Regions from separate parts of the Mus musculus genome. Here regions 1, 2, 4, 5, 6 and 7 are each linked to region 3. The links are chromatin contacts, called in public ChIA-PET, HiChIP or PLAC-seq and promoter capture Hi-C maps. All regions are on one chromosome and are shown on one strand. Each heading gives the region's core, a stretch centred on a gene start, on an enhancer-like site or on the middle of the called end of the contact. The rest is flanking DNA. Distances are from core to core; before and after follow the strand shown. Region 1 holds the start of Lcmt2 (leucine carboxyl methyltransferase 2). Region 2 holds the start of Bloc1s6 (biogenesis of lysosomal organelles complex-1, subunit 6, pallidin). Region 3 holds the start of Eif3j1 (eukaryotic translation initiation factor 3, subunit J1). Region 4 holds the start of Map1a (microtubule-associated protein 1 A). Region 5 holds the start of Gatm (glycine amidinotransferase (L-arginine:glycine amidinotransferase)). Region 6 holds the start of Slc30a4 (solute carrier family 30 (zinc transporter), member 4). Region 7 has its middle 12 kb from the start of Mir147.

Region 1 (3,740 bases), core at 264-2,763, 890 kb after region 3:
TTATTCTCGGCTTGGACGATAAACTTATCAAAGTGGGAATCTCTGAGGTGCTGGACTTCCTTCAGATTGCCATTTTAAACAAGACTTGCACTATGTGTGGCTCTGGGATCACTTTCACCTACAATAACAAATGTAACTATTTTCAGATCTAACATGCAAACAGAAACACAGTCACTGCTGATATCTTCTTTTTACACCTCCCAAGCCCCCTCAACCCCCTGCTCCCACTAACTTAAGTTAAGCAAAGCTAACTTAGGTGTGTCTGCAATGGGGAAATGACTAGTAAAAAAAAAAAAGAACAAGAAAAAAAAAAACACCCGAAAACTAAAAATCCAGCGTTCGTCTGTCCCTTTAACTCTGGGCTCCTTTAATCTACTGCGTAGGTCAGGTTAGCTTACACATGTAGCACGAATTTGCTTTTACAAGAAAACATGTTATTTCATATTTACGTCGCACAAACACTTTCCTTAAATGGGTTGGGTCTGTCAGGCGAAAATCCTGTCTCTGGATGGAGGGTAGTATTTGCTGCCTCCTGTCTCTGATCCTTCTGGTCGACTAGATGCCTTTATTAACATATCTTGCACGCACTGAATCATTCTGCCACACAATCTGCTCTTCTAAGACCACTAACGAGTTCCTAACCCTAAAACATTTTCCAATAACCAAATCTTCATAGAAAATTTTTCTTGATCCAGTTGGACTCCAGAACTCATACTCTCAGCCGTTACATACTACTGCTCTGAGTTAACCATTCTTCAAGTCTTTCTATTTCCTTTCCTAATCCAAGCAGACACTAAATTAGTAAATGATGAAGTTTCTACGCATCTCTGGGAGTGCTTTCTTACTGGTATCTCCTAAGCATCAAATGTAGAAACTTTAAAAGTCCAACCTGGGTTGCTTCCTTTAAACAACAACGCCACAGGGAATAATCACATCTCTTCTATAGCGATTTTCAGCAGACATACTCAATACCACATACGAATCACAGAATCTTGGAAGTGGAGGGGAGTGTCATTTTTACATGCTGAATACTTACTCACTGTAGACCTAGCACAGAATTTAGACTACATGAGAATAAACAGCACGTACAGGGGCAGTGGGTTAATAATAATCAGTAATTATCCGTAAAGGTCTCTTTCTTCACTTTCCATATGGCCTAATTTAAGATCTAAATGAGTTCTCCCTCGCAACGAGAACACTCAATAAAGGAGCAACTGTTACTTTTGTGCAAGGACCAATCTACTCTGGATTGCTTAAGATCCGAGGTGCTGGTCCTCTTTTGCCGGACCAAACCGGTATCAGGTCGTCAGCCTCCGATTCACCTAAAAATGTTCTCAAATAAGAGGATCTACACAAGTTTTTTTTTTCCCTGCAGAAAATGCCTGTACAAAGAGGTAACTTGAGCTCTCCAAGCGCTAGCTGTTACCGAAGCAGCTGGCGTGTTCCCAGGAAAACGTAATTTGGAAAGGGGGGGTGGGGGGGGGGAAGGTCAAAAAACCTCTCGCGGGTTTTGGCAGAGAGCGGTCTTCTCGGAAGTGACGCACCCAGAAGCGGATGAGCGGGAGCTCGGTAAGTGTTCTGTGTGCAGTATTGCTGAGCACCTTCTCGTCATGGGCCCGCGAGGCCGCCAGCGCCGGGCGGGAACGGTCCAGAGCACCAACGACAGCAGCTCCCTCAGCAAACGATCGCTTGCCGCACACGGATACGTGCGCGACCCCTTTGCGGCGCTGCTGGTCCCGGGACCCGTGCGGCGCACGCCGCTTATCCACCGCGGCTATTACGTGCGCGCGCGCGCCGTGCGTCACTGCGTGCGCGCCTTCCTCGAACTCACTAGCGCGCTCCCGTCCCGGACCAGAGCCCAGATCCTGTCCTTGGGCTCAGGCTCCGACTCGCTTTATTTTCGTCTGAAAGCGGCGGGCCTCCTGGCCCGAGCTGCCGTCTGGGAGGTGGACTTCCCGGACGTGTCTCGGCTCAAGGCGGAGAGGATCGAGGAGACCCCGGAGCTGCGTGCGCAGACCGGTCCTTTCAAGATCGGGGACTCGGCGTCATCTCTGTGCTTCGAGAGCGCGGACTACCGCATCCTGGGCGCGGACCTGCGGGAGCTCCAGCGATTAGGAGAGGCCCTGGATGGCGCCGGCCTGGACGCCACCTCTCCCACGCTGCTCCTGGCCGAGGCGGTGCTGACCTACTTGGAGCCCTCCAGTGCCACAGCCCTCATTGCCTGGGCCGCCCAGCGTTTCCCCGACGCCCTTTTCGTGATCTATGAGCAGATGCAGCCGGGGGATGCCTTTGGGCAGATCATGCTGCAGCACTTTCAGCGGTTGCATTCACCCTTGCATGGCCTGGAGCTGTTTCCCGTCGTGAAGGCCCAGCGCCAGCGCTTCCTTCAAGCTGGCTGGACTGCCTGCAGCGCCCTGGACCTGAACGAGTTCTATCGCCGCCTTCTCTCGGCAGAAGAGCGCCAGCGGGTTGAGACGCTTGAACCCTTTGATGAATATGAGGAGTGGCATCTGAAGTGTTCACATTATTTCATCCTGGCAGCATCTAGGGGAGACATTCTGTCAGAAACTCCAGTGTTTGAGCCCTCAGAGGCTTCTTTTCAGATAGATCCTGCCTCGCCTTCAGGGTTTCTTTCTGCCAGAGTAGTCACTAGTGACCACCAGCACTCAAGCCTGAAGCGATATGGCCACGCCTCTGCCCTCTTGAGCCCTGGCGTTATTTTCAGTGCAGGAGGCTTTGGAGAACAAGAGGGACGACACTGCCGAGTGAGCAGGTTTCACGTGCTCTCCAGATCCTGTGACTCGGAATGGGAAGGCTGCCAAATAAGTACCTTGGGGACTGAAGGCCAGTGGGATGGACGCCTTTATCACACCATGACAAGGCTTTCTGATACTCGGGTTCTGGTTCTTGGAGGAAGACTCTCCCCAGTAAGTCCAGCCTCTGGGGCTCTCCAACTTGATTTATACAAAAGTAAGGATAATTGCTCTGAGGGCCAAAATGTAACAGTAACGAAGGCTGCCTTGGAAGAAGGTTCAGTGTTGTCATGTTGGCGGCATTCAACAACGGAAGTATACTATCAGAATCAAAGATACTTATTTGTGTATGGTGGCCGAAGTGTGGCTGAACCTGTACTAAGTGACTGTCGTTTTCTACATGTAGAGACAATGGCTTGGGTCAGAATCCCAGTACAAGGCGCATCACCCGAAGGTCGGCATTCCCATAGCGCCTGCAGTTGGCAAGGGGGAGCACTTATCGCTGGAGGTCTTGGGGCTTCTGAGGAACTGTTGAGCTCTGTACTCTTTCTCAAACCAGTGTCCTCTGGATTCCTCTGGGAATCAATAGATATCCAGCCCTCCATTACCCCAAGGTACTCTCACACGGCTCATGTGTTTAATGGAAAGCTGCTTCTGGTTGGAGGGGTCTGGATTCATTCCTCCTCAGTTCCTGGAGTGACTGTTATCTGTTTGACTACAGGGTTGAGCTCTGAATATCAGATTGACACAGCGTCTGTGCCATGGCCATTAATGCTGCACAACCACAGCAGCGCCCTCCTTCCTGAAGAGCAGCAGCTCCTGCTTATTGGAGGTGGAGGGAACTGCTTTTCCTTTGGTACTTATTTCAACCCCCACACAGTGGCATTAGACCTTTCTTCCTTACGTTCAGGGCAATAAAGAATGGACTTGATATATTTAGGACCTAAGGGTGAATTTGTTGTATTGCCACACTCCCAACACACACAC
Region 2 (3,554 bases), core at 416-2,915, 710 kb before region 3:
GTCTATCACAGGTATCTTTCTTCAGCAATGTATATGGATCTACATAGTTCATCAACACTGCTGTGGTCTTCCTAATCCTTGCACGCTCCTATTTCTATGGGAGACATTCTTAGAAAACAGTGTGGAACAGAACATGTGACCATCTTTGAAACTGCAAAAACCCTCTAAAAAATGGCCCCAACTTAGACTGCAGCCACCACTTTCATATGGATACAAATCTGAAAGGAGCCGAGGGGGTGCAACATTGTTAAACAGAATGAGAAACTGCAAGGATGAACAGCAAGGCCATGCACAGAAAGCAACAGTGAGCTATTAATATATGCCGTGAGTCAGCCTGTGAGGGTCCCTGAGTGCCAATTCTATGGAAAATTCAGTAAGTGGCAAGAAGCCATTTTAGGATTCTAAGGATTCATGCCTGGAGCTTGTGTTGGGGCAGTAAAGTTACAACAATGGACACACCATGCTGTGAGAATGAGAGACTAGCGGTGGTAGCTTTACACTGCTGAGGGGAGATAGATGCTAATGCCCTGCGGAATCCTCTACATGAAACAGAGGGAACTGAATCCAAGAGTGCAAATTCAGTTTCATGGGAGAGTAAGCTCACACCATTATCAAGAAGATCAGACAGCTGAGGCTAGGGATCTAGCTCTGTAGTAGAGCACTTGTTTAACATGAAATAAGTCCTGAGTTGAACCTGCAGCTAGCACCTATCCCTATCTCTGCCCTACTCTCTGACATCTGCTTTTATTTATATGCATACCACCCATTCGTTATGTGCAGAAAGAGAGAAAGAGGGGGAGAAGGGAGGGGAAGGGAGAAAGAGAGAGGCCCAGGTTCCAAGTAGGTACTACAGAGTATTACTAATGTGACTGAACAAGTCATGAAAGGGATATGTCATTAAAGAAAAGCACTGCCAGGAAATGCTGGGTTATTTGTAGCTTCCTATTTCTGAAACGCAGAGATTATTTTTAGAAGCTCCATCTAGCTTCTCTCATATGAACCAATGCTCACAGAAAATGATTTGAGTGGTGTTTTCAATCTCACAAAAACGATGGTATAAACAGTGCCCATCTGCCTATATAGCAAATTAACTGCTTCGTCCAACGGACGCCTTCGGGCATCAATGCTTAAATTTCTTCTGGAAATGTGCGGACGGCTGCTGGAGTCTCGGATGAAGTAATGTCACCTAGGAGGTCAGAGTATTTCATGAGTAGACACTATTGTACAGTTTCCTAAAAATCTACCTTCTCTCTGGCAGACTGATCGCCAACCACTAACCCTGTGACAAACAGTTGAAAAGCAACACAAACGCAAACCTTTAACACAAACCGCACCCAACAGTGCGTTTCCTCGCGGGACCAGGGTTGCCTGGCCAGGATGCTCTAGGCAGGAGGGTCGCCTGCGCTGGAGTCCCACCCACTCGAACCCGGCCCCTGTGGGCAGTCGCCCCGCAAAACAGCCGTACCCGGCGTGGGCTCGCCGGCCTCCAGGCTGTCGGAAGGCCCCGTAAGGACCCCGTCTGGAGGCGGTGGCTCAGGAACACTCATATCCCCGCACTGGGCGCTGCGTGAGGCGAGTGCTGTGGAGAAGTCACAGGCAAAGAAACCTAACGCGTTCCAGAGTCCATCCGGACGAAAGCCGCCGAGGCACACGGAAGTGACGAAAGCGGAAAACCTCGCTTTCCGACGCAGAACGTTACTGCAAGTCCGGAACGCCCGCCCCCCCCCGCCCCCCCCGTGTCAGCGCCCTAGGCGCAGCCGTGCGCGTGCGGGTTCGGTTTCACAGAGGGTGGCCGGCGGAACCCGGAAGAGAGGTTAGAGGACCGGATGTCGCCATAACCGTGTGAATGTCCCCAGTGTTGTGTCCAGTTTATAACTCGGGCCGCTAAGTGAGTCAATACGAACTCTGAGCTTGAGCGTTGCTGAGGATCTCTTCCAGTGCTTGGAAATGACGTAAAGGCTTTCTTGGAGCATCATTTGGACAAATTAAGTCAAATTACCAAAAGCACATGCTGGGCTCCTGTAAGATGATATCATGAGTTCTAAAGGAAAGTATGTAGACTTGGACAGACTCAGCTCCACAGCAAATGTAAGGATTCTCGACCCTTTTGTAAACTCTGACCTCTAGTAGCATCTCTAGTTGCTCCTCAGGTTACCTGTTCAGTTTTCCATATTGTAGCCAAAGCTATCTCAAAAAAAAAAAAAAAAACTAATATAAATAAACAAATAATGCCATGCCCCTGGAATGCACTGGCTCCCTATTGTCACCATCTTATGTTCAGTTTCACTTTAGCCACTTTTCAAGGGTAACTTCTCAACTCTCCACGGTAGAATGTCCACAGACTAATCCTTGAGACTTCTAAATATATTAGAGGGCATGGCAACGAATAAAAGCTACTAGTTAACATAACCTTAAAATAGGAAGGGTACTCCAAGGACCCAAGGTAACAGTCTGTAAAACTGATGGGGTGGGGCTGTCTGAAAAAAGATTTGATTACAAAGGATGATTAAACAAACACTGATGGGTTTGAAGACAGAGGAAGGGAGTCATTATTCTGGATGGTGGGTGACCTCCAGAAAAATTGGTAACCAATTCCTCCCCTAAAGCTTTTGTAATGGAACTCAACCCTGTGAGGTTGCTGAACTATAGAATGTGTAATAATTAGTGTTGTCATACAAATAGGAAAACAATTTATTACTCTTCAAACATCTTGTGCAATCTGGGCATTGTACGCTGTCCATTGTGCTTGTTCCTGTTTCAAACTAGAGTATCTTTTTCAAAGGCCTATTCATCTTTTAAGTGCTCTAGGATAATATCTTTTTTATTGTTTTGTTTCACAAGGTGAGGTGTCCTGTAGCCTAATCTGGCCTTAGACTCAATATGTAATTAGGGATGGCCTTGAATTCTTGGTCCTCCAGCAGACACGAGCCAGCACACTCAAACACACCTTTACTGTGGACACCATTCATTATCTCATTATTTCCTCCCTTTCATTCAGCAGTCACAGTGAAGACATTTCACAACAACAAACATCCTCCTGCCATTTAGCACTGAGCTCCTCCTTGCATTCATTATTTTATGTTTTCTTCTTTTGAATTAAAAATGACAAATAGAAACTCTTATGCATAGAGTACCAAAATAATTCTCGATAAATTTGCTAATTGGTGAACTATTGATGCCCTAGCCCTAATTCCAAACTGTATATTCCAAAGTCTGAGTTATACAACATGGTAAACATGATGAAACACCTGGCACCCTTGCTTGGTTATAAGTTTCATGTACTAATGGTGTTGTGGTGCCCTTTGGAATAGAGCCATATCCTATGAGTTTTCATTGGCTCCTTCTATCTCTTGGCCAGTACTAAGTACATTTCATTAAATTTTAAATACTGGTTATTTAAATTTAATGGATGAAATAAACTGTTATGTCCTACCTTGTCTTTATGATTTGTTTTGCTATAAGGAGAATTCTTGTTAGGAATTTTATTATTTTTAACATTTTAACTTACTGTAACAAAATCACCTAAATAAACAAGGAGTTTGTACCACATTCAT
Region 3 (3,409 bases), core at 149-2,648:
TCTACTTCCTAGGAAAAGTGAAAAGTCAAAACTGAAAATCTGCCGTGATAGGATAATATAAGGTCGGTAACAAACCATGCCCAAGTGTATACATACAATAGATAAAGAAAGCACGTAAGTAGCCAGTCAACAGCACTATTATTAACTTCATTATTAACTTCAATGTACACAAAGATCACTTCATTCCTCAAATTCAGGCTGTCTGGTAAAGTAGACATACACTTCAGCAAAGTTCAGAGTAAAAATGAAAAATCCAAACAGTATATCTAAAGCTGTAAGATGAGCCCGTGAGAGTTTTTAAGAACAATAAAGGTGAATAGGACTCGAATTTACAATACAAAAAAAAAAAAAAACAAACAAACCACTGGCCCCTGGTCTACCACAACCACCAACTCTTTGGGGTTTTTTTCTAAGCCTGTCTGTCCCTGTGTAGATGAATAACTGTTAGCTCTGTTTTTCAGAGTTCACAGTTCTGTCCACTAACCCGATGGTTATCTCAGTGCTCTCAGTTCATCCTTCTTACCACAGGGTGGGGGAAGGGAGAGCTAAAAGTTGTTTTACTACTCCAATTCTAGTTTAGAAAATTCAATGTATTTTCTCCATCTAATCGCTCAAACGAGCTACCGGCCTTCACAATCATACCTAAGTTACTGACACATGGGAGAGCCGAACTAGGAAAAGCGGATCCACGACTTTCCATATGGGACAAACACTGAAACCGAGTTCCCGATCTGTTCGCCTAGTTTCGGTGAGAGGTTCTGGACTGCGAAGATAGCACGTGGGCCGACCGGACTGCTGCTGTCACTTCTCGTCTCCAGTTAGGTTCCAGGCCAGAGAGCCGACCCTCGGTGAAGGGCTGGGGCCCAGGCGGTCACCACCCTCCGCAGAGTCCGGCCGGACAAGCTGCCGCCTTGCTGCCCACATGGCCGTCCAGCCGAGGGAACCTCCGGGCCGAAGCTCACGCGGGACCCACGGCCCGCAGGCCCGGGCGGCGCCCCGGGGGCCCGATCTCCCCGCCCGCAGCCGGCGCCCACGGGCGTAGCCTGGCTCCCGGGCCCGAACCTACCTTCACGTCCTCGTCCTCGTCCTCGCCTTCCCAGCGGTCCCCGCCGGCCGTGCCGCCGCCCGCGACCTTCCGCACCGGGTCCTCCATAGAGAACGTGTCCGCGTCTACGGAAGAGAGCGAGTCGCGTTAGTACCCGCGTGGGAGCGGGGCCGCCACAGCCCGCATTTGGGCCGGAACTTCTGCTCACCCCAAGAGTCTGAGTCCCCCGCCGCCGCTGCCGCCGCCGCCGCCGCCGCCATCTCGAACCGGGGGTGAGCGTGTGCGATGGGAAGAGCTGCGAAGAGTTAGCGCGGCAGAGGTGAGTCACTGGGCTGGCTCTCGTTGGCCCGCGCAGGGCAGGCTGGGACAGTGGCTGACTGGGCGCCCGGCAGAGGCTCCGCCCCACGGGCGACGCGCGCGGCAGGGGCGGGGCGGGCGGGGTGGGGCGACGCTGGGCTGGGAGACGCGGACCAGCCTGGTCCCCCCAAGCCACACCCCTCACCCCCTCATCCCCCACCCCCCGCGAGAAGAGAAAGGAAGTGCGCACGCGTGAGTCGGGCGGTGCTCGGCTAGCGAGTGGGTCTTCTAGTGCTGGCTGATCGTGAGCCGGCAGCAGGCGAGCAGCGAGGAGGAAGTGGACAGGGCAGATATCCCGTGGCCTCCTAGCATTCGGGCACGGAGATGGAAGTATACTCCAAGTCTCCCTGGTTCTCCCTTCCGGTGATCACCCGAAGTCCTGCACGGTGATTGTTTTGGCGAAAACATTTCGGAGTTCCGTGGTCCGTCCCAGGCTTATTCTAGTTTGTCCTCAACACAGTAGCAAAATAGTTATGTAAACAGATTTCGACACAGTGCAGTGGCTGCAACAAAAAGAAGCATTATGAGGTTAGATGTTAAAAAGGTAGCATTAACGACGACGGAAGTTTCAGTTTTCTGCCCGCGGTAGGCACTGGTGAAGCTGGAGTTTGAGAAACCAAGTGACTTGTGCTCCGGTGCATTTCTGGTAGAGAGAAGGCTTGTGGTGCTCATCTGAGTGCATTCTAACAGGTAAACTGATAAAAAGAACCTAAAAGGAGCAAAATTCTCTCCCCCTTGGCACAGGGCTTCCCAGTAAGGACATTAAGAAGGAAGGAGCTAGTTTAGATATTGTCTGATTTTCCAATATATTCATTGTTTTTAAAGTTTTTTGTTTTGTTTTGCTTTGTTTTTAAGACAAGTTTCTCTCTGTAGCCTGGGCTGTCCTGGAACTCGCTCTGTGAACCAGGCTGGCTCCCAGGTGCTGGGATTAAAGGCATGAGCTTAGGTTTTAAGTCTTTAAAAAAAACAGACACACATCAGCCATTCTTAGTACTTTCCGTTTCTTGTGTATTTTTCGTCTACAAGTAAACATTTTATAAGGTGGTCTTTCAAGAAATGTTCTACCGCAATTTTTTTGTGTTTGTTTGTTTGTTTGTTTGTTTTCGAGACAGGATTTCTCTGTGTAGCCCTGGCTGTCCTGGAACTCACTCAGTAGACCAAGCTGGCCTCAAACTCAGAAATCAGCCTGCCTCTGCCTCCCGAGAGCTGGGATTAAAGGCGTGCGCCACCACGCTCAGCTGTTCGACAGCATTATTAAAATGAGAGATGACGCTCTATAAAAGAAAGCATCCGCCCAGCGTGGTGGCACACGTGGTGGCCAGCCTGGTCTACAGAGTGCCAGGACAGCCAGGGCTACACAGAGAAGTCCTGTCTCAAAAAACCAAAAAAAAAAAAAAAAAAAATCCATTTATGATTTTACAAAGTACCTAGTACATAAGTATAGGATAAAACCAAGAGCCTCTGCCTTCCTTGCATTACCACTGAGCTATGCGATTTCCAACTCGAATGAATTAATTCTGCAAGGATAACTCAAGCCCAAATTAAGCCAGTGACAATGGAGAGGAAGGAACCAGTCTGAAAACTATTTTAAGGTCAAAGGCAACAGAATGGCTAATTCTATTTATCAGCTTGACTAGACTGTGGTACCTATGTCCCCTAGCTTTTAGTCAAATACCAGTCTAATCGCTGTGAATGTTAGATGTGACTAATGTTTAAATCAATAAATTGAGTAAAGCATTGTAATACATGTTGATCCAGTCGTGAATCCAAATTAAGACAAGACCCTAGGAAGGAAGACTTATGCATCCAGGATCTGTCCCAACCTGTCTGAATAAATAGTAAATAACATTGCTTCCTTCCAGATAAAATATCTTTAATGACTTTGTTTTTAGAAAAACCTCAACTTTTTAGCCTGGGGATGTAACATAGTTGGCAGACTGTTTGCCCAACATGCACAAGGCCATAAATTCAATCCTTAGCACCATATAAATGATACATGCACACAAT
Region 4 (3,556 bases), core at 34-2,533, 740 kb after region 3:
TAAGGCCAGTTCTGGCCTGGATACTGGACCCAAAGGACTGAGACAAATAACCCTAGTCCTAACCTTTGACCTCTGAGGAGAAGTGAGCTAGGTGCCGGGTAATGAAGAGTCTCAACTGTTGGTTCAAGTCAAAGGATGATAAGTCAATATTCCAGGAGAGAATCCCTGTAAAAGAAAAGGGGGAAAAAAAATAAGAGGGTTCTAGTCAAAGTCACCCACAGAAAGCATTGCCAAGCTCCTGGGAGAGGAAAGAAATGGGAGGTGATGCCTCCAAGAAGGATAGCTAGTACCTGCTTTTTCCCCTTTCCAGAGGGCAAAGAGCAGAGTTTAGAATGGGCTTACTAATAAATGAGCTTGGAGTTTTTGTTTTTCAAGGCAAAACAGTTACGGTAGAAGTGACACGCAAGGGTCTATTTCCATATACTGTAGGTTTCCATAATGATCCCTCTTGCTAAATCAGATTCTAGATTCTCCTATGCCCCCTCCCTTGCCTCCATCCCCTGCTTCCACCCGCAGGTGGCTCCGCAGCACTGCGCCACAGGCACGGCTGAGGGAGGTGAGCTGCAGAGCCACGAAGGTCACTCTCTAAACTTGGCTGCCAGCATTCAGAGATTTGAGATGTGTACCTCGCGTTCAAAAACCTCCCCTAAAGAAGAAATTGTAAGGTAGGGACATGGACTTTTCAGGGTCTGATGAGGACTTTCGGATATATGGTCCAGTGGCTTCGGGAAAGGGGTGTGACCAGAGGGACCCCAGGGTCTCCACGGAGCTTCTCCTGCTCCTGCTCCGGGACACTGCGGAACAGAATGGGGTATGCAGAAAGGATGGGCAAGCAAGGTGTTGGCAGCTCGAGAGGACAGAGGCACATTCATGGAAGATGCAGGTGACAGGGTCGCAGGTTTCGGGAAGTGCACATAGAGATAGAGGAGACAGAAATGTGCACTGGGAGATGAATGCAGATGGCGGAGAGGCATGGATGGAGTACTGCGTAAAAGCCAGGAGAGCGGCTCACCTTGTTCAAGGTGGGCCCGCACGGCCCTCAGCTGACTCTCTGTACCGATATCGCCGATCACGATGAGCAAGGAGTATTTCCGCAGGTCCCAGCGCGCTGCCGCTACCGCGGCACCGGCCTCGCAAAGAGGCTCCGCCGGGTTCTGAGCTGGCGGTGCACCGAGGCTCTGGAGCCCCAGCTCCGGAGTTGTCTCCATGGCAACGCTGCCAGGCCGCGCGGTCCCGGCTTCGGTCGCCATGGAAACTCCCGCGGAGTGTTAGGCTAGCTGCGTCCGCTGCGGGGAGAGTGCGCGCGGTTCTTAAAGGCCGGCGGCAGGAGCCGTTCATTGGTCACTGCCTTCTAGGGGCGGGGCTGAAGCGCCGCAGGGGCGGGGCGGGGATGCGGTGGTTGTGCCGCTATGGGTGGTGGCTGCAGTCATCCACCTGCAGTTTTCCTGACCAAGTGCCCCTCTCCGACTTGAGCCAGGGTAAGGGTTCTGCGAGACCCAGCCGAGGGCGGAGTCCAAGGCGCGAGAACAACATCCATCTAGTTAGGCTGTGTCTGCGTTGAGCACAGTGTGGGAGGCAGTTCCGCAGCTTCTCTCGAACCTTGGGGAGCCATCTTGCCCTTCGCTGTCTCGGGGTTTCTATCGTGGTCTCCATCTGGCAATTATCGTTGTCTCTATTTTTCCCCCCGCCTCGCTGCATGCCAGGGTCTAGGTTACCAACCTGGGTTTCCCCGTCCTTGCCCCGAGCTCCGGGCGTGGTCAATCAGGCTGCGCAGTATTGGAGGGGACAGGATGACCTTCCTACCCTGAGTCCCTGGAGAGTAGTTATTCCAAGGATAGTGGTTGGCTAGTCTCCATATTTGCTGAGTGCAATGAGCTCAGACTGCAGCAAAGAGTATTTGAGTAAAACCCAGGAAAGACTTCCCAGCTACTAGGGATGTGACACAGTGGATAAATTTAGGAGACCATGTAATTACTGTACAGAACTGAATTAATATTCTCTGTCTTTCCCTCTCCTTCTCTCCATCCCTTCCTTTCCTTCCTCTCCCCTTCTCTTGCTGAACCCCCAACTCCCCATTCTTCAAAGACTCTCCACCACTACAGCTGATCTTACCCTGAGTCATTCTGTTGTGTGCATCAGAGAGAAGGCCTGTGTTTAGGCTCCAGTTATACTTGCTTTTTCTTCCATTTACCTTGCACTTTGGAGATGGTAGAAGAGAAGAAAGGCTACGGAGATGATTCAGTTGGTAAAGTACTTCCCTGGCAAGCAAGTGTTCAGGTTCTCAGAACTGTAAAAAAAAGCCAGGCACAGCGGTGAGCACTTGGAATCGCAGAGATGGTAACTAGGAGGGAGAGACAGATGAATCTCTGGAAGCTCGCAGGCCAGCTATACCATTGAGAGACCCTGGTATCTATAGTACAAAGAAGAAAAGGGTGTCTGAGGGACACCACTCCAGGTTGTCCTCTTGCACTCACATGTGCACACATGAAATCCTACTCCTTAAAAGGATAGAAAAGAGGTAATAGCTGATACCTCAAGCCTGCCAGTGAACCACGTTCTGACTGTTAAGTACCTCACAGAAATCTTAGCCCTATCTTGAAACATACTATACCTAACCATCCAGTCCATACTGTAAGTACTTTGGACATGCCATGAAAATCCTTTCTGTAGCAGAGACAAGAAAACTACTCTCAGGACATCAGATGGTAGGGTGCCTCTTCCCATACACTGCCAGCTGCAAACCCGAATCTGGAAAATGGCATGGGAAAATGTGCAGGCCTTTACTACAATCATAAAGAGTGGCATATGTGGCAGGAAGCCAGAGTGGAGCAAGGGGACAGTTTCCATAGCAACTGTAGAGATGAGCCTTTAGACCAGCAGAGGGTCTCTGTCTAAGGGACAGCAGCAATTAAGTACAGAGTCAGCTTCCATTAAGGCTAGCAGAGGTTAGACAATAGATATAAATGGTACAGGAGGAATCACACTCAGATTAGTCAGTAGGGCCGAAATTTAGGACTCTGATTTTAGATCCTGCTATAATCAAGTCTTAGTAATTAATGGCTGCAAATGCAGACTGTAATGGTGCTAAAAAAAAATCACACATGTGTTCTGTATAACTACGCAGTGGTCCCGTTGCCAAAGGCAGACAAGGTCATAGAAAGATTGGCTCCAGGTATCTCTTATTCATTCTCTTCTGGGTGATGTGTCCATTATAGTCATTACAGTACCAGGGAGTATCTTAAAAGCTAGATGTAGTGGTGGAGTGTGTCCCTTAGTAGATGAGGCAAGAGGATTGCTAAAGTCAAGGCTCGACTGGGCTACATAGTAAAGCCGTAACTCAAACAAGCAAAATTCCATCAACAACAAACAATATTTTTAAGTCTTAAATTATACACATATTTGCACAACGTGCTCTGTAAAGAAAGCTGGAGTGTGTGCATGTATGCTCCAGATTTTCTTTTTCTTTTTTTTTTCTTTTTTTTTTTTTTCTCTCTTTTGAACAGGGTCTCCCTGGCTGACTGGAATGGAACTTACTATGTAGACCAGGCTGCGCTTG
Region 5 (3,670 bases), core at 392-2,891, 580 kb before region 3:
AAAAAAACAAAGTCTAGGGGGGGTGGTTTAATTTGCTTCGATAACAGTAGGGCTGGTGTGTGGGGCTTGCTCTCTCCTCTGCTCCTCTCCTGGATTACAAGAGATGAGGGTGTCAGTCTGGCTGTAAGCATTTCCCATTGTCTAAAGCTAAATTGCCCCCTAATTTTTGTCAGATACTTTTAGATCTTGCACTTTCAAAATAAAAATAATGTCTTCAATGAGGGTCATGAGGTGTTTATAGATCTCTGACAAAACTGGAAACCAAGCAAAGTGAAAGTCTTCTTATGTGTACTTACCAGCCATTGTTTGAAACAAAGTATCAGACAGACCAAGCCCTCCTGGAACTTACAAAGTTGACTGAACCACTATGCTGGCTCTTACAAGGTTTGTGGTGAGGTTTGTTTTGGCTGGTTTGGTTGGTTCGGTTGTTTGGCTGCTTTTAAATACAAGGTGAGTGAGAGCACTCTTCTACTAAGCTATATCCTGAACCTTAACCATCTTTTTAAATCCCTTCACTGAGAAGGGTACATCTCTGGTCACCCTAAGTACACCCAAAGACATAGTCCCCAGAGTTGATTGAGTTCATCTATTGGGTAAAAGTTTTAAGTTTTGAGAAATTCTTCAGATTCCCCGAAGCCCTCACTAGCAGAAGGAGCGAGCCTTTGATAGAAAGGTCCAGGGTTGTGCTTCCAAGCCACACAGCATTTTAAGAACAGAGCTAAGATAGGAACCTAGACTCACTGGCTCCCTTCACCATATCAGGACCTTGAGACCTCTTTGTTGAGTATTACCTCGTAATCATACGACTCTTAAGAGTTGCCTAGACTTTACCGGCACCGTTTATTTTGGTCTCTGGTTAGCTCGTGGACCAGGGACTATCAATGTCACCGTTCTCAGTTTCTAGAAAACACAACACAGAGAAGCCGGCAGGGGGGTGGGGGGTGCTCATCATACAAGCCTATAATCGCGGGATCCAGGAGAATGGAGGGCCGGAAGCCAGACTGGACGACACAGCCAGGCAAGAAGTACTCAAATCTGCCCCTTCTGCTAGGAAGTGATGTGTCTATTTGAGTTCTCTAGTTTTAGTTCTACAAATCCAGTTAAGGGAACTACTTTGTAATCAAGCACCCAAGTCATATTGAAAGAAACCTTTTAAGATGTGCCTCAGAAGCAGAAGCTAACTGTAGCTCCCCCACTCCTTATTACTTTTGACTTATTATTATCTGCCTGTTTTCATAACTGAGTTTCTCAAAGCAGGAGCACCTAGCCAAAGACCACCAGTGTTCTAAAGACCACCACCACATAGGCTCAGGTCGACAAACTTGGAAGCTAACTCGGGGCCGTTCCACTCAGTGGCCCATGGACTAAGACTGGCCTTGGGGTTTACACATTCAGGTTGAAAAATGGACTTCCAACAAGAGAGACTAAGGAACCATCATCCCTGCTAGGCATTGGGTAGCCTCTTCATGGGTCTTCGCCGCCGCTGACCTGAGCCAGTACGGGAGGCACGAGCTAAAAAAAAAAAAAAAAAAGGGCCAGCCCCGGGACGTGACCCACGGACGCCGAGGCCACCTGTTCCTGGCAGCCAATGGGCCAGGCCCTGGGCGCGGCTACAAAAGCAGCGCGCGCGGCCGCAGGCTGGGAGCTGGCGCGAGCTTGGCGACTAGGACCTTGTGCACGCGGAGCAGCAGAGACGGGGCGATGCTACGGGTGCGGTGTCTGCGCGGAGGCAGCCGAGGTGCCGAGGCGGTGCACTACATCGGCTCTCGGGTGAGTCCCTACGCTGCCTCGGGACCTCTGCGGGATGCAGGATGGGGACCCAGAGGGAGACTGGACACCCCGGTAACAGGGTGGCGTGGTCTGTGTTCCGTAGCCCGTGAGGGCGTTTTCTGGGAAGATGCATGTGAGGGCATGGACGGAGCCTACAGGCCGGCTCCAGCTGAAACTCTGGGATCCCTGGGCTTTACCGGGGAAGTTGGAATGAGTCCATCCTGTCCCCCACCTGCTGCTCTGCCAGGCCCTCTGCTTCCTTGGGATATCCGAGCCCATGCCTGCAGACCCTCCCTTGCTCCTTGACAGGAATAGCTCTGGCAGATGAGTTCTGCCAGCAGCTGGTTCTTGAACAGCTGTCATTTGCTCTCTTGCTTTGGGTCTCCACCCAAGAGTCCCTCTAGCTCCCTTCTTAGAGGACTTTTAACAGCCTGATAGAGTTTGGGGGCGGGATGAGGTTTGCCAGGGGGAGTGGGTAAGGGAATCTTCCTGCGCTAGGTTATACAGGCCTGTCTTAAAAAGAAGAAAGAAAGAAAGAGAGAAAGAAAGAAAGAAAGAAAGAAAGAAAGAAAGAAAGAAAGAAAGAAAGAAAGAAAGAAAGAAAGAAAGGAAGGAAGGAAGGAAGGAAGGAAGGAAGGAAGGAAGGAAGGAAGGAAGGAAGGAAGGAAGAAAGAAAGAAGGTTTTTAATATGCTTAGATCTCTTTTTAAGTTTACATTCTGTGCCTGCCTGGGTTAATCCTTATGGTACACATGACAGTCATCTCTGACTTGAAATGAAAAAAAAAAGTGATTAAAAAAAAGGTTGGGGTTGCTTATTCTGAAAGATAAGGTCTTTTCAGATCCCATGTTATTTACAGTAAAAAGAACTCCGTTTTGGTAACCTTCCAAACTGAAAAAGCAAGACTTCCTCCTTCAGTTGGACATTGCCGGTACTTACTGGGCACTTCCTTGAGGAAGAGGATGGCCTATCTTCTAAGAAAGTTTCTGAAAATTAGTTTGCAAAAACTTTGAGATAGATATGGGAAACATGTTGCTGGGAACCAGATCTTTCTGGGAGTTCTAAAAGATTACAGCATATGACAAAAACAAAATCAGTCTATCATCAACAAAAAGTTATGTGGGTTTTTTTTTTAATCACCCAAAACCCCTCTACTAGTCAACATCTTAGGGTCTCCTCAAGTACATATCTGTGTTATCCTGAGTCTCACACTTTAACCATACCTTGTTTGTGTGTGTGTGTGTGTTTGTTTGCTTTTAAGCTTGGAGGATCCTTAACAGGATGGGTGCAGCGAACTTTCCAGAGCACCCAGGCAGCTACAGCTTCCTCCCGAAATTCCTGTGCAGCTGAAGACAAGGCCACCCATCCTCTGCCCAAGGACTGCCCTGTCTCCTCTTACAACGAATGGGACCCTTTAGAGGAAGTGATAGTGGGCAGAGCTGAAAATGCCTGTGTGCCACCATTCACAGTGGAGGTGAAGGTAAGCCAGGGCTACCATGGGTCTGGGAGCCAGTCCTCAGCAGGTCCTCAGCGTCTGCAGCCTGCGTTCCACTGTACCTCTCCTCTGCAACTGCCTTCACTCCTCTGGGGCAGGGGAGTGATTTTTAAGGTATTTTGCTTGATAGCTCCAGTATTTGGTATTTACCTTTTTCTTCCCTCTGGAAACCTCCCTGGGAGTTTAGGAGAACTTTGGATAATCCTCCATATTGTCACTTTTTGCCCAGTATCCATAGCCATCTTCACAGCTTCTGGTCCCTCCTTCACTCAAGTCCAGACCACTTCCCTTCTTGCCATCCAATCTAGATCTACACTAGGAACTCCACAAGATATTGCCACAGGACCTCTCACTTGGCACAGCTAGAATTTCAGTTGCCAGACACCTCTAAGCCAAAGCCTTCTTT
Region 6 (3,541 bases), core at 389-2,888, 670 kb before region 3:
CTCACAGACCTTCCCACGGTGCTGGATAAGTTTAGCATGATGTGGTAGCTGTCTCCTCACAGTGCAAGAGATCTAAGAGTGAGGATAAAGAAACAGCTGCAGCACCTTTTATGACCTAGTCTGTAAGTCACAGTCACTTCTGCCACAGACTGTTCATTACAGGTCATAGGCCATTACTAAGTGCTGTCCACAAGCAAAGGTAAGGGAATTTACCTCCTGAAGAGTGGGGTCATCACAGAATTTATGGACAGAGCTTAAAATATGGCTTTGTCGTCTCATCACTTTCTCGAGAATCCAGTGAGACACGAGTGAAAGAACAGAACGCACAAAGGCAGTCCTCCTCAGCACAGCGCGCTGGAAATGTCCCCAAACAACCCATCCTTTTATTTCAACTATTCTTGAAACATTCACATCCCTCCTACCTTGAGGCTGCATTTAAGAGACTCCGATGACACTCCTGAAACATTGTAGGCAGTTAAATGGGACATTAAAAACAACAGAACAATCTACTCCTAAGATATTTGGAGCCGAGGAATGTAATGGCTCGTAAGCTGTCTCCCTTTGGCTATTACCATCGTGTCCTGATTGATGAAATTCTAGGCAATAGCCTTCCCTTCCTGATCTCGGGACCATGGAGGGTCTAATTTGCTTTCATGACTGCAGCTCTGGGGGAAAACTTAGGACTGAGGGATCACTCTGGAATACAGAAGTAGCCAGGGCTTTCTTTTCGCACCGGATTCTAAGGTGTCAACAGAATCGTTAAAATTGCCTCGTGTGATTTTTTTCATTGTATTTTTGTGACCTGAAATTTTGGTAAGATATAAAAACTTTTTAAAATATTGTCTTTGTAAACCCTGGGGAAGTAGGAGCTTGCAGGACACCACAGGCAAGATGCAGGTGTAGCCCCGTGTCTAACTTGCATGAGCCCCTGGATTAGATCCTAAGGATCTCAAAAGGAAAGAAAGGTGGAAGCCAAGGATTTACACTTTAAAATGAATTCTACCAACAGTGTTGCCTTTAATCTTGCTTCTTGAGGACATTTGAGAATGTGATGAAACATAGGGAAAGTAAGCTCACACAATTGTGCCCAAGGAGCGTAGCAGTGAACACAGAAGGAAGACACATATTTGCTGAGAAACAGGAAACTTTAAAGCAAGCCATAGAACTACTGACCATCCTAGTCTTGTCCTAGCCTTTTGACCAAGATAATCGGCAATTTTTTGCCGATTGGGTAGAAGAAAAGCTACCAGGATTCCCACTTGGTAAGAAAGCACTAAAGGACATTTTCCACGGACCATCCATAACCAAGATCGGACCTGAGATTCCCGAGACCCATCTCCAGTGGAGGGAATTCAGAGCAGTGACACCCAGCTCCGGGGGGACCTTCCCGCGGCACACCCGGGGGCTCAGAGCGCACAAGACCTCAGAGCCCGAGAGGCGGGGCCGGGAGGGCGGGGGCAGGGGGCGACGCGCGACCACGCCCCCTCGGCGCGCCCCCAAGCGGCGGCCTGCGTGCCCGCGCCGACCCCTCCCCTCGCGCCTCGCGGGCGCACGCGCCGCCTCGTTCAGGGGCCGGAGGAGGCCGGGCCTGTCAGACCCCGCGGCCGGCCTCCCAGCGGCACGGGGCGGGCGGGTGCAGTGGCTGGGGCTCGGCCTCGGTCCCTGGCCCGGGTCGCAGTAGCGCGAGCTCCGGGCGGGGATGCGCGGCGGCGTCGGCCCGCAGGTAGCCGAGCACCGCCGAGTCCGGAGCTGGCGCGCGGCCGGGGCGCGGCGACAGGAGCGGGGTCTCGTTCTCCTCACGATGGGCAGGGACGCGCCGCGCTGCCCTGAGGAGCCCGAGCGCCGGTGAAGGCGGAGTCGCCGGCCGCCCCTCCGCTGCCATGGCCGGCCCCGGCGCGTGGAAGCGCCTCAAATCCCTGCTGAGGAAAGACGACACGCCGCTGTTCTTAAATGACACCAGCGCCTTCGACTTCTCGGACGAGGTGAGCGACGAGGGGCTTTCGCGCTTTAATAAACTTCGAGTCGTGGTGGCCGACGATGACTCGGAAGCCCCGGAAAGGCCTGTGAACGGGGCGCACCCGGCCCTCCAGGCCGACGATGACTCCTTATTGGACCAGGACTTACCTTTAACCAACAGTCAGCTGAGTTTGAAAATGGACCCCTGTGACAACTGCAGCAAGCGACGCGAGTTGCTGAAGCAGAGGAAGGTGAAGACCAGGCTGACCATCGCTGCCGTCCTCTACTTGCTTTTCATGATCGGAGAGCTTGTAGGTGAGTTGTGTCGCCGACTCGCTTGCCTTTGACTTTGTCCAGCTGTTAGCTACGCCGGAGTTGAGGTGGAAACTTTGTTTTCAGGAAGTTTGCTGAGTATCTAGACTTTCGTGGGTCCATAGGAAAGGGACACGGGATTCCAAAGTGCGGTTCCCGTGAGCGCCCACTGAGAGCTTGCAGGTATATCTTGTAACTCCCATAAACAGTGCCTTTTACTGTAGGGTTTAGGGTGTTATCTTGACTGTATATCATGTAACTTCTCCTTTTACAGATTCTGATAAAATGCCAGGTTTATCTTTCAACGTCTAAAATAATTCTGACATGGATTAGAATCAGAATTTTATAGTACTAAGGGATGTTACTGAACACCATTCTGTTTTCTCACACAGAAGTTCTGAAGGGATTAGATTATGAGGAATCTTATTGGGAAAAGAGAGAGCCATCCACAGTACCAGACTTTCCTCTCTGTCTACATTTTGGTTATTTGATGCTTATTTATGCCGCTTCCTTTTGAGCTTATAGCCAAGGGCTTTACAAAACTCTATACAGCCAACTAATTAAAAGTTCATTATTAAAAGGAGTATCTACAGTTTGCTAGAGGTCTCCCCGGCAGCTGCAGAAGCTAGGGTTTTTTTTTTTCTCCTTTTTTAACTGATTTCAGATAATTTCTCACTCTAAGGTTCTTGCTTTAGACCTTATTTTTACTGTCGCATTAGTTTATAGTCGTCCTTTGATATCCAAGGTGGGTTGCTTCCAGGAGTCCTCTCTAGAACCTGAATCTCAGGTTGCCTCATCCAGTGACGCCTTATGTAAAGATCCCTTACGTAAAGCGAAGCAGTTATTTGCATATAACCTACATATATGTCCTTCTGTACTTTAAAGCCTTTGGAAATCATTTTGACTACAAAATACAAATTTGATGCTGTATTTAAGTAGTTGTTATCCTGACTCGTTGAGAGATTGATGAGCAGAACAAGTCTGTGAATGGCGAACGCTGAGGAAGAGTTACTTTTTCAGATGTTTTCCATTCATGATTGATGGTATCCATGGATGCAGTTCTCAGATAGAGAACACACTGCCGACTCCTTAGTGGCAGTTTCTGAAGTGGCATTAACAGAGGAGACGGTTCTCTTACGTTGTCTCTTATGATGAGCCATAACAAGAAGAGACCTGGCAGCCCAGATTTAAAATGCTGTGTGTAGAAGACTCATGTACATTCTCTGCCTGATGTCCCATCATTCTTCCCCAGTGTGAAATTAGCTGTACTGGT
Region 7 (3,244 bases), core at 438-2,937, 620 kb before region 3:
CAGAGGTTCAGTTCATTATCATCATAGCAGGAAACATGGCAGCATCCAGGCAGGCTCACAGACAGACCCAGTCTCAAAAATGAAGTGGAGAGCAATTGATGAAGACACCCAATACTGATCTCTGAACTCCACCTGTACTCACATATATGCATGCTCCCTTAGTAATACACTCATATGTGCATGAATATATATACATATGCTACACTTACACATAGGTAGACAGGAAGATAGGTAGGCAGGTAGACAGGAAGATAGATAGATAGATAGATAGATAGATAGATAGATAGATAGATAGAGATAGATGATGATAGATAGATATAGATAGATAGATATGATAGGTAGATAGATGATGATAGATATGATAGGTAGATAGATAGATAGATGATGATAGATAGATATGATAGGTAGATAGATAGATAGATGATGATAGATATGATAGGTAGATAGATAGATAGATAATGACAGAAAATTATAAGAAAAATGGTGTAAAACATTTATGGTGGAAATCTAGTGGGGAGTGTGAAAGTTCTTTTTATAACTTTTACACACTTGGAATTACTCCAAAAATTAGTTGTGAGCATAAAAGTATATTTACACATTACAGTCTCTACCCTATACAGCTCTAAACTTGCAGTTTTCCATATGTTAGTGAACATAAGCTATGCCCTAGCATTTCCTGGCCTGGCCTCTGCTATCTGGTTACCCCTCACCTGCAGGATGCCACACATCCTTGCCATTTTTAATGGGTACACTTCACACAGCCGTAGATTCTTCGTTCATATTTTAATATCAGGTGGTTTTCCTTCATGTTCTTCTCCTTAAAAGCACATTGCTCCCAACACCACTGTGTCTTTGTTGGGAATATTTCCCACAGTGGGCCATCAGGGTACCGTGGCCCTGTACACAGGCTGCCAGACTGCACTCAGCAAAGCTGAACAGATATACTTCTGTTTCCCTATGACTCTATAGTGGCTTCGTACTCTGACTTGTTTTTGAGAACTGGGTTGCGTATAATATGATCTCAAGCTAGTTTATCTTGATGTTCACGTCGTTCTCAACACTGAGTTGTCTGCTGAGAGAGGAGCCCCCTCCGAACCACTGTTCAGACCGGCTGTGGTGGGGGTGGGGGATGGGGTGAGGGTGGGGTGAAGGGGTAGGGGGTGGACGCCTGCTTTGGGCCCAGTGGCACCTGCTGTCTGTGTGTTTGGTCCTGTCTCTTTCCTCCCATAGCCTTATAACTAACTTTCTGTGTGCTATTGGGAAAGTATTTCTTCCACTCTGAGGCCAAAGCTCTGTGAAGACCTAGTCTGTGCTGTCAATTGATCACTTACACGTGGCCTGTGTCTGTTGTTTAAATATCCACTGAGTCCGAAGCTATCTGAAGATCTTGTGATTACAGATGGCAGAGGTTGGCTGCAGTATGAAAACTTCACAAGTGTTCACCATTAATCACATTCCGTGTTCTGGGTCCTCTGTAATAAAGAGGAGGTGTGTAGGAAAGGAAAGAAAATGAGGATCTTAGAAGTGAACGTTGAGGACAGCTGTGAACTGTGACCCTTGCCTCTGCTTCGGTGCACTCACCTTTCCTTCCTGTGACCGAGACTTGCGGCAGGGACAGCTGTTTCCTCCTATCATGGGGTTGAAGCTGTAGAGAACATCCTGCCCTCAAGACCAGAACAAGCCTGCGGTGAGCTCCGAGGCAGGCGGTGACTCAAATCCAGAGAAGCAGGAAGTTTGGTGTGAGGGGAGAACTCAGAGCTGGCTACACTGAACTTCCCAATCCCAGCCCAGCGCTGAGGGTCACAGGTCTCAGTGAGAAGGGCAGAGCACCCACTTCTCAGTAGAGGAAGAGTGGGCAAGAGCTCTCTGCCGAGGGCTGCCTGCCTTAGGTCTGGCAGAAAGGAAGAAAGGGTGACGTGCTGTTTAAAGTATGCTCCGGAAGGTGCCTGGGGCTTAGTCAGTGCTGAACTCAGGCTTAGCCAAGTGATTCTCAGAAGTCTCTCAATGAGAGGAAACACATCTCCCAAGTGCTAGCCCTGGTACCATCCTCAAAGGGAATTTAGGAATAGGAGAGGTATCTTTGTTATGCAAAGCATCATCTACCGAAACTTACCACCATGGGCGTCTGAATTTTCCAACTCCCCTCTGGCTATGGAGGACACACCCAGTGTGCCCAATGTGTAAGGGCAATAGAGCAGGTCCTGCCCAGGCCTTTCTTGGGGCTGGGACCCTGAGAGGATATCCTTCCCCACTACCAGTTCCTCCACTGCCTGAGGTCTCCCAGGACCAGTACAGGGTGAGGTTCCAGGCTGGTGTGAAAGACCTTAGGGCCAGCCAGGCAAGGCCTGTAGGTCTTCACCAGTAAGGGCAAGGTGATGTTCCCTCTAAGGCTCAGCCTCCAAAGCTGCCCTAGGCACTTTTTAGGACTCATAGCTGATGATATTAATCCTGCCAGCCACAGAGATAGAGGGTCTCTCCTTGATCTCTTCCTGGTTTGCTCAGTTCCCCTTTCTCCTGATCACCTTAGTTTCTATCACTGTAGCCTCAACATATTGGAGTGCTAAGAGACCAATGACAGCCTAGAAGCCTTCTTTTCTCAGGTGCACACCTTTGCTGTGGTGTTGGGAAGTGTCCCTCGGTGGCTGTATGTCCCTTGGTCCCTGCATGGTGCTGGGGAGTCTTTAGAGGTGGGGTCTAGTTCTGATTTTTCCTTGGCCATTCCAATGCATTCTCTCTCTCTCTCTCTCTCTCTCTCTCTCTCTCTCTCTCTCTCTCTCTCTCTCTCTCTCTCTCACACACACACACACACACACACACACACACCCATTTCCTCTGCCATTGCTTTGGCTGATCATGGCTCTCCTGTGGACTGCTGGCATTGATCTTTGGTCTTCAAAGTCTCTATCAATGCATACCTGCCACCTCTGCTTGTGACAGCCATGTCTCTACTGAAGTATCATCTCCGTCTTTAGCTTAAGTTCCTTGTCTGCTTCCTTTGTGGCTTATGATAATAATCTGCGTTTTCAGTCTCTCCCACTTCATTCCTGATGTGAAAAATCCCATGCAGTAAACTCCTTCAGTTTCCCAGCAGCTATCAGCTGTTTTATGCCCTCTGCCCTGAGAAGACACTCTAAAGAAGTGTCTTGTCACGTAAGGGCTCCTCCCCTTGGTAATTAGGCTATTGAAATAATAGAGCCCTTGCTATTGGAATTTCCCCAGAAATCTCAAGGTGAAAAGAAAAAGG

The links. Promoter capture Hi-C pulls out the DNA fragments that hold promoters and counts their contacts. ChIA-PET counts read pairs in DNA pulled down with a chosen protein or histone mark. HiChIP or PLAC-seq counts read pairs in DNA pulled down with a chosen protein or histone mark.
Region 1: an H3K27ac HiChIP or PLAC-seq map of microglia shows a contact between it and region 3, with 6 times the contacts expected there. The contact joins the promoter of Lcmt2 here to the promoter of Eif3j1 in region 3. A contact is called at or near these places in 1 of 484 Hi-C or Micro-C datasets (uterus) and 2 of 115 datasets of contacts at active chromatin or transcription factors (bone marrow-derived macrophages and microglia).
Region 2: a promoter capture Hi-C map of pre-B cells shows a contact between it and region 3, with 9 times the contacts expected there. The contact joins the promoter of Bloc1s6 here to the promoter of Eif3j1 in region 3. A contact is called at or near these places in 8 of 39 promoter capture datasets (the 3T3-L1 cell line, 3T3-L1-derived adipocytes, the C10 cell line and 4 more), 1 of 484 Hi-C or Micro-C datasets (pre-B cells), 4 of 115 datasets of contacts at active chromatin or transcription factors (bone marrow-derived macrophages, memory CD8 T cells, pancreatic cancer cells and 1 more) and 2 of 9 other capture datasets (adipose tissue and liver).
Region 4: a contact with region 3 is called in a promoter capture Hi-C map of hippocampal neurons, with 2.3 times the contacts expected there. The contact joins the promoter of Map1a here to the promoter of Eif3j1 in region 3. A contact is called at or near these places in 3 of 39 promoter capture datasets (the C10 cell line, hippocampal neurons and liver).
Region 5: a contact with region 3 is called in a promoter capture Hi-C map of hematopoietic stem and progenitor cells, with 3 times the contacts expected there. The contact joins the promoter of Gatm here to the promoter of Eif3j1 in region 3. A contact is called at or near these places in 7 of 39 promoter capture datasets (cranial neural crest, hematopoietic stem and progenitor cells, hippocampal neurons and 4 more), 2 of 484 Hi-C or Micro-C datasets (embryonic stem cells and macrophages), 4 of 115 datasets of contacts at active chromatin or transcription factors (bone marrow-derived macrophages, large pre-B cells, microglia and 1 more) and 1 of 9 other capture datasets (macrophages).
Region 6: a promoter capture Hi-C map of liver shows a contact between it and region 3, with 2.4 times the contacts expected there. The contact joins the promoter of Slc30a4 here to the promoter of Eif3j1 in region 3. A contact is called at or near these places in 4 of 39 promoter capture datasets (the 3T3-L1 cell line, cranial neural crest, liver and 1 more), 1 of 115 datasets of contacts at active chromatin or transcription factors (pro-B cells) and 1 of 9 other capture datasets (pancreatic islet).
Region 7: an RNA polymerase II ChIA-PET map of memory CD8 T cells shows a contact between it and region 3, with 61 read pairs. The contact joins the enhancer-like site here to the promoter of Eif3j1 in region 3. A contact is called at or near these places in 2 of 39 promoter capture datasets (the HPC-7 cell line and pre-B cells) and 3 of 115 datasets of contacts at active chromatin or transcription factors (effector CD8 T cells, embryonic forebrain and memory CD8 T cells).

The regions. Positions count from the first base shown.
Region 1 is chr2:121,138,471-121,142,210 of GRCm38.p6, reverse strand. Lcmt2 (leucine carboxyl methyltransferase 2) reads left to right here and starts at 1,513. Exons shown (of 1, transcript NM_177846.3): 1 at 1,513-3,740. The coding sequence starts at 1,611. The coding sequence ends at 3,671. It overlaps Adal (adenosine deaminase-like), which reads right to left and starts at 118. Exons shown (of 10, transcript NM_029475.2): 1 at 1-118.
Region 2 is chr2:122,736,616-122,740,169 of GRCm38.p6, reverse strand. It overlaps Bloc1s6 (biogenesis of lysosomal organelles complex-1, subunit 6, pallidin), which reads right to left and starts at 1,665. Exons shown (of 5, transcript NM_019788.3): 1 at 1,466-1,665. The coding sequence starts at 1,547. Bloc1s6os (biogenesis of lysosomal organelles complex-1, subunit 6, pallidin, opposite strand) reads left to right here and starts at 1,808. Exons shown (of 2, transcript NR_156706.1): 1 at 1,808-2,088.
Region 3 is chr2:122,026,569-122,029,977 of GRCm38.p6, reverse strand. It overlaps Eif3j1 (eukaryotic translation initiation factor 3, subunit J1), which reads right to left and starts at 1,398. Exons shown (of 8, transcript NM_144545.4): 1 at 1,254-1,398; 2 at 1,067-1,170. The coding sequence starts at 1,305.
Region 4 is chr2:121,287,329-121,290,884 of GRCm38.p6, reverse strand. Map1a (microtubule-associated protein 1 A) reads right to left here and starts at 1,283. Exons shown (of 7, transcript NM_032393.2): 1 at 1,013-1,283; 2 at 64-165. The coding sequence starts at 1,250. It also overlaps a transcript of Trp53bp1 not described here.
Region 5 is chr2:122,609,248-122,612,917 of GRCm38.p6, reverse strand. Gatm (glycine amidinotransferase (L-arginine:glycine amidinotransferase)) reads left to right here and starts at 1,641. Exons shown (of 9, transcript NM_025961.5): 1 at 1,641-1,770; 2 at 3,031-3,249. The coding sequence starts at 1,702.
Region 6 is chr2:122,700,760-122,704,300 of GRCm38.p6, reverse strand. It overlaps Slc30a4 (solute carrier family 30 (zinc transporter), member 4), which reads left to right and starts at 1,638. Exons shown (of 7, transcript NM_011774.3): 1 at 1,638-2,271. The coding sequence starts at 1,881. It overlaps 4930417H01Rik (a long non-coding RNA gene), which reads right to left and starts at 1,662. Exons shown (of 5, transcript XR_866691.3): 1 at 1,317-1,662.
Region 7 is chr2:122,650,989-122,654,232 of GRCm38.p6, reverse strand. No RefSeq gene overlaps it. Among named protein-coding and RNA genes, the nearest start is that of Mir147, 12 kb to the right of the region's middle. Within about 2 kb of position 1,687, at least 165 of the 459 cell types and tissues checked have an H3K27ac peak or open chromatin away from gene starts, as enhancers often do. A contact at or near this core is called in the HPC-7 cell line, effector CD8 T cells, memory CD8 T cells and 1 more, where this site is marked.